Regions from separate parts of the Mus musculus genome. Here region 2 is linked to region 1. Evidence: chromatin contacts called from public promoter capture Hi-C data. All regions are on one chromosome and are shown on one strand. The core of a region is the stretch at or near the end of the contact, and the rest is flanking DNA. Distances in the headings are between cores, read along the strand shown. Region 1 has its middle 14 kb from the start of Cxcr5. Region 2 overlaps Phldb1 (pleckstrin homology like domain, family B, member 1).

What was found. Capture Hi-C pulls out chosen DNA fragments and counts their contacts.
Region 2: a contact with region 1 is called in a promoter capture Hi-C map of liver. The contact joins two enhancer-like sites. A contact is called at or near these places in 3 of 115 datasets of contacts at active chromatin or transcription factors (effector CD8 T cells, embryonic stem cells and pancreatic cancer cells) and 3 of 9 other capture datasets (adipose tissue, liver and pancreatic islet).

Annotation. Positions count from the first base shown.
Region 1 is chr9:44,538,901-44,542,231 of GRCm38.p6, reverse strand. No RefSeq gene overlaps it. Among named protein-coding and RNA genes, the nearest start is that of Cxcr5, 14 kb to the right of the region's middle. Within about 2 kb of position 1,986, at least 17 of the 459 cell types and tissues checked have an H3K27ac peak or open chromatin away from gene starts, as enhancers often do. A contact at or near this core is called in liver, where this site is marked.
Region 2 is chr9:44,706,429-44,709,859 of GRCm38.p6, reverse strand. It overlaps Phldb1 (pleckstrin homology like domain, family B, member 1), which reads left to right. Exons shown (of 22, transcript NM_153537.4): 10 at 1,820-1,975. Among named protein-coding and RNA genes, the nearest start is that of Phldb1, 27 kb to the left of the region's middle. Within about 2 kb of position 1,354, at least 128 of the 459 cell types and tissues checked have an H3K27ac peak or open chromatin away from gene starts, as enhancers often do. A contact at or near this core is called in liver, where this site is marked.

The sequences.
Region 1 (3,331 bases), core at 737-3,236:
GCCTGTAACTCACTACATAGACCAGGCTGGACTCCAACTCACAGAGAGCAACCTGCTTCTTCTTTCCCTGTACTGGAATTAAAGGTATGCTCCCCGTGTTACCTGCTCCACAGATACTAATACCCTTCTATTGTAGGAGTAAATCCAGTACCCTGCCCAGTACATTTGCTCACTGTCTGTCCTTCCCCATCAGAACCCAACTTCACAGGACTCTGGAGACAGGGATCAGGCGTGCTCACAGCTTCCTCCTCAGAGCCTAGACCTGAAAACGAGACCAAAAGGCTCTTCATAATCAATACTGATTAGATATAGCCAGCACATGTTAATTCTAATAATTACTTTAGCATCTTGGAAATAGCAAGAGGAAGAAGGGGATGCTATTAGGCACTGGCATTTCACGGGGAAAACCTCCAGTGTTTATGAGACCATCCTAAGTGAAAAGTGTTCCAAAATTACATGTAACTTAGGATTAGTAACTTACAAGTAGTATAAAGAAGAAAAAAGGTGGGGGGCTGGAGATGGGAATCGGCAGCTAAGAGCACTTGCTGCTTGGTCTTCTGGAGGTCCAGTTCAGCTCCCAGTACTGCTTGTCACATGGTATAATCGTGTGTAACTCCAGCTACAGAGGCTGCGATGCCTCTTGCCCATGTACCTGCACTCACATGCACATAACACCAGCAGACATACAGGTCTACACATACATTTTTTGTTACGTTTTTTGAGACAGGGTTTCTCTGTGTAGCCCTGGCTGTCTGGGAACTCACTCTGTAGACCAGGCTAGCCTCAACTCAGAGATCTGCCTGCCTCTGCCTCCCAAGTGCTGGGATTAAAGGCAAGTGCCACCAGCACCAGGCTCAAAATATTTTTAAATTAATTCATTAAAAAGATAAAAACTACTGCTAAGGCAGTTGTTGCTCTTCCAAAGAAGCCAGGTTCAAGTCCCAGCACCTACATGGAGTTCACAAGCTTCAATCCCAGGGGATCCGACCCCTACATCTCACCTCTTAGAGAACTAGGCACGCAGGTAGTGTGCATAGACATAGGCAAACAACCCATATACATACAGTATAAACAGAATTTAAAGATTAAAATAATAAATGAATAAAATTTTAAAACAATGTATTCTCAGGCTGGAAAGGCAGCTCAGTTGGCTGCTCTTACTAAAGACACAGGTTCAATTTCTAGCACTCACACGAGGCTCACAACTACCTGTAACTCCAGACCAGGGGATCCAACACCCTCTTCTAATCTTCACAGACTCCTGTACACATATAGTACACAGACATGCACGTAAAAATAGACACACAGGCACACACACATAAAAAGCAAATTAGGAAGTGATGAGTTGGCTCAGTGGTTAAAAGCACTGGCTGATCTTCCAGAGGAACTAGTATTTGGTTCCCAGTGTCTACCGGAGACTCACAACCATCTGTAATGTAACTCCTGTCCTGGGGGATCCAAGGCTCCCTTCTGACTTGTCTGGATACTTACACAACATGTGGTGTGCACACACACACACATGCAGGCAAACACTCATGCACATAAAGTAATAAAATAAATCTAAATATTTTTTATTTCAATAACTTTAAAGAAAAATCATGTGTACTCATGATGTAGAATTATATTTTTCAGAAATAATTAAAAGAAGCCATTTGAGCTGGGCAGTGGTGGCACACACCTTTAATTCCAGCACTTGGGAGGCAGAGGCAGGTGGATTTCTGAGTTCCAGATCAGCCTGGTCTACAGAGTGAGTTCCAGGACGGCCAGGGATACACAGAGAAACCCTGTCTCGAAAGACCAAAAAAAAAAAAAAAAAAAAAAAAAAAAAAAAAAAAGCCATTTGAAAAAAATTCTTTCCCTCCCTGGGTTCTAGTTGCTTTTACTTAAACACAAATGTGTAGCTCACAGAGAGGCCTGGTGTGTACCCTGCCCTCAGAAGCTATGACTAAAGTGACACATTCCAGTGCCCTTTGCCAGTTCTGAGAGTAAATTGGTAAGAAGAAGAACACCTGTGCCCTTTGCCCTGTGCCCAGCAGTGCTGTAGGCAGCTGCCATCTGAGACCTCCAGCTGCCTCCCAGGGCCAGTGTGACTGGGGAAAAGCCCGGAGTGAGGCTGGGCTCCCCCAGTGTCCTCTTCTCTCAAATACACAGTACCCACCACTCACTCACAGTTCAGTAATCATGGATCAGAGGGGCCCTCATTAGCTGCTGGGGTCATTTCTGAGGCTTTCTCTTTGATATCTTCCCAACTCAGCCTCCTCAGACAAGAACTCAATTATTTGAGTTTCCCCCCTGCAGTTGACCAGAGCCTGTCTCCAGGACAGCAAGTTCATTTTCTAGGCACTGGGCTGGGTCATGGTGTTCGGTCCATTGTCTTGTTCTCTTCCCCATCCCAAGTCTGGGAAGTCTAAATCATTAAGTGTTTTATGGTGAACTAACTAGGCCCTGTGAGTTGCCCTCCTGTGGAGCTAGCTTCCATGCCTCTCTGGCTCTAGTCTCAGTGGTACCTGCTCTGTGGCAGCTGAAGACCCTGGAGGATTGTGGGATTGCATTGCTGCCTGAAGAATTCTGCCTGTCTTGGTTAGTCTCCTAGGTCCCTTGCTTAAGGGAATGTAGGATTTCAGGCAAGTGTTCTTCCCCCCACAACCAGCCCCCCATGATTGTTAGAGACAGAACCGAGGGCCTCAAGCCTATTGTGGATGTACAACCACTGCTGCAGGAATCGAAGGTTAAAGGCTTATTTCCCACGCTTTTGTTCATCCTTCAACAAACTTTGCTGCATATTGAGTCTGCCTATGAACCTGGCACTGTGAGGGTGGTTAAGCAGCAAGGCAGGGAGATGGCTCATTGGGTGAAGGCACTCGCCACGGAGCCTGTCGGCCTGAGGACCCGTACCGGAGAAAGAAAGAACCGACTCCTGCAAAGCTCCCTCTGACCTCCACCTCCACCTCCACCTCCACCTCCACCTCCACCTCCACCTCCACCTCCACCTCCACCTCCACCTCCACCTCCACCTCCACCATGGCATTCACGCTCTCCCCTCCATGAATAAGCGAATGGAAAACTTCTAAACAATGTTTTCAATAGAGGAGGAAGCATTTGGCAACTCCATACCCATCTCCACAGGAAAGTCAGTGCCTACCCTCCCCCACCGGGGGAGGCCTGCCTGGATAAACCCATGGGCACAGCTGCCCAGCACCCACTAGACACTGTGCACACTCGCAAGCCTCCTTTCCAGGTAGGAGTTATACTGTGTACACACAAGGAAGGGCACAGACACTTGCCAAGCGTCATGGGGTTACTGACCAGCAAAGCTTCCATACAAACCTTC
Region 2 (3,431 bases), core at 105-2,604, 170 kb before region 1:
TGTGTTTTGCGGGGAGATGTGCATGACCAAGGAGATGTTCTGCCCAAACAGCGCCTCCTACTGGAAAGGTCTGGGCTTTGCCTCCATAATGTTGCCTGTTTACTGAAGGGCAGGGATTGGAGGTGCAGTGAACTGTTTGTCCCTTCTGCTTAGCCCTCCAGAGCTGAGTAATAAGGAGGTCAGATGTGGGCACAGTCTTGGAGAGCTTGAAGAGGCCCTTTCTGAGTGGCTGGCTACCCATTCTTGCTTCCCTGAATTCAGATGTTCCTTTCCCTACCTCTACCCTGGAGGCCACCTAGAACACAGGATAATTTCAAGGCAGAAGCATCTAGACTTCAGGACTGGCTTGACCAAGGCCTTCCCTCCAGGATGGGTGGGTGAACTGGGCTGGTGCAGCACAGGGGAAAGGCATTCCACAAGCAGCTTGGCTAGCCTCACTTAGCTGAGATTGCTCCTAGGACTTTGCCTTCCCTCCGGTCCAGGTGTTTGAGGCGTGATAGTGAAGTGGTGGTGGTGGTGGTGGTGGTGGTGCTGATGCTGTTGGTGGTGTTGGGAAGGTTCTCTTGACTTTCCCGCCCAGCTTCCAGCCCATGGCCCCACTCTGGCTTTGGAATCAGTAATCACAGTGTCTCCTCTGCATGTCCTTCAGAGGGGTGACTCACCAACTCCTCCCTCGTCCCCCTTTCCGCCCTCAGAGGTGTCATCTCACCCCAGACAGAGCCATCCACCTCCTCCCTGTATCCACTCCTGGGGCTCCTATTACCATGGCAACGGGCCGAACTAATTGCAACCCTCATCCCTACTGAAGTTCAGCCTGCTTTGCTGGCACCCCACCTCCACCCTGGGCAGGAGGGGAGGGAGGCCATGGGGGTTGGGCTGGGGTCCCCTTGCTGCACTGCTGTAACTCTAACAACTTTAGCTCCACGTTTACTCCCCAGTCCTATATTTAACTCTTCCCACCATCCCCATTTTTCCCAGGGTTAAATTTTGGTCTCGGAACAGTGATAGAACTCAAGGCTTGGTACTTGCCTTCTTGCATCGGCTTTAACTTTAGTTTGAAGCGGAACCGGAAGGTCCCGTCTTAGGACCTTCCAAAACATTTCTAAAGGGACCAACATTTCCACCCTGCCCCCACACCTCTGCCTTTGTTACACCGTCCCCTGCCTGAGTCCCGTCTTAAACCTCTGTTTCTTCTCCTGCTCTCTTCCGTCTCGCTGCTTGCCCCCCAACTCCCGGTGTACTCCTGTGCTCGCCCCTGCCCCCCGCGCCGGGCCGGAGTTGAGGAGTGTGTGTTCTCTCTCCCCTGTGCCCCGCCTCCCTCCCCTCCCGCCGACCAGGAGAGGGCGGAGCTGGCCGCGGGACGGAGGCACCTGGAGGCCCGCCAGGCGCTCTACGCCGAGCTCCAGACGCAGCTCGATAACTGCCCCGAGTCAGTGCGGGAACAGTTACAGGAGCAGCTGAGAAGGGTCAGTTCCACCAGCCCCCTCCCCGGCCCCCGTGGGCCACCGCCCTGACCGAAGATAGGAGAGCGGTGGGACAGGACCACCTGGCCCCTGCAGTACTTGCCGGACAACAGGGTCGGTGCAGAGGCTTGGAAGGGGACCAGCAATGTTGGGTGGGATCAGTGCTCCAGATCGCGATGTCCCGCGAAAAGGGCTCAGCCAAAAAAGTAGAGGGAGTTGGGCGGTGGGGCCGGTTCCTTCCCCAGTTTCCCCGGGTCCAGCCCCACCTAACTCCTGACTTTGTGGCCTGGCCTTCCTGGCCCAGAGTGGCTTTGAGAGCATCCCCACACCCAAACACGATGTCACTGTCGTTGAAGGAGGCAGACGCTCTAGAGACTGAGACAAAGCTCTTTGAGGACCTGGAGTTCCAGCAGCTGGAGCGTGAGAGTCGCGTGGAGGAGGAGCGGGAGCTGGCCGGCCAAGGGCTGCTGCGGAGCAAGGCTGAGTTGCTGCGCAGTGTGAGCAAGAGGAAGGTGCGCACTGCTCACTCCTGCATAGCCTGAGTGCAGGATGGAGGCTAGTAACCAGGGGTTGAGTCACATTCTGTGAACGACACAAAAGACATCTTTTTGTGTCTCCGTTACTTAATGACTGTCAGTAAGAATGAGAACTATAGGGCTGGTGTGGAATTAATGTGGAAAGGCAGAAGAGCGGATGATGATGGCTCAGCAAGGAGAGTTAGTTTTACTAAACCCTGGCTCTCCGAAGTCTCTCAAGGGAAAGTGTAATTGCTCACACTGAGAGCTCTCAGTAGTGTGTCCAGGAAAAGAGTGTGGAGGAGGAGTCTGCAGCTGAGGTGCCTTGCTACTGCCCTTGAATGTCTTCTTATGGTGTTGGAGATCTAGCCCAGAGCCTTCTGAATGCTAAGCACATATCTGCCATTCAGCTATATCTCTGTCATTCCGCTTCATCTCTGTCCATGCCCTTCTAGAGCTGTTGGAGGTTCTGGGATACACTCAGAGACCTAAGATCTGGAGGCTAGCCTTGCTAGGAAGTTATCCACCTGGGTTCCTGCTTTGGTCCCACTCGGTCTATCTGCAAAGAGAGAAGATGGAGCATTGTCCCTGATCAGCTCAGATTTGCTAAAGCTGTAGTCTCAGCCACACCAAGCATAGACAGTGACAGAGGATGGGCCATGTGTTAGCATCGAGAAGCAGGAAAGGGTTAGGGGCGTGGCTTAGGTGATGCCAGAGTCTATGGCTAACACCAAGGCCCATATAACATGCAGTTTCCTGGCTTCAGTGTATGTGGAAGATAAGGACAGCGAAGTCTGGGCCGTAGGGTTCAAATGGAAGATGGGGACTTGCTGGCCAGCCTGGGGTTCGATGGTAAAATGGAGCCACTGGGTGTCATACATTCAGATCCTTTGTTTCCTTCCCTGAGCTGTTCTGCCATTTAAAAAAAAAAATGTGCCCTTGGGGACTGTAGAGATGGCTCGGTAGTTAAGAGCACTAGGGGCTTTTCCAAAGGACCCATATTTGATTCCCGTCATCCACTGGGTGGTTCACAATCATCTCTAACCCCAGTTCCAGGGGATCCAACACCTTTCCTGACCACCTCTGGCTGTCATAGTGTGTGCATGTGTATCTGGTACACAGTGCACAGATAAACATGCACACAAATACATGTAAAATAAAGTAAGTAATTGTATTTTTTTAAATGCACTCACTGTCCTGATAGAAGATGCAGGAAGGGAAGAAAACTCCCATTTCCCAGGCTCATGGTGCAGATCCTACTAGGACCATTCCCTGAGTTTCTTGTGCTATTCTTAGGGTATTGCCTAGTTTTACAGGTGACTCAGAAACTCCCTGTTTGCACAGAGCCTTTTGTCATACAAGCCTCAGAATCAGGGTAGGAACTCAAGCCTGCTAGAATTCACTAGGCTGCAAAGCCCAAGGCATTTCTGCTGTGCGACATGCGATCTGGATT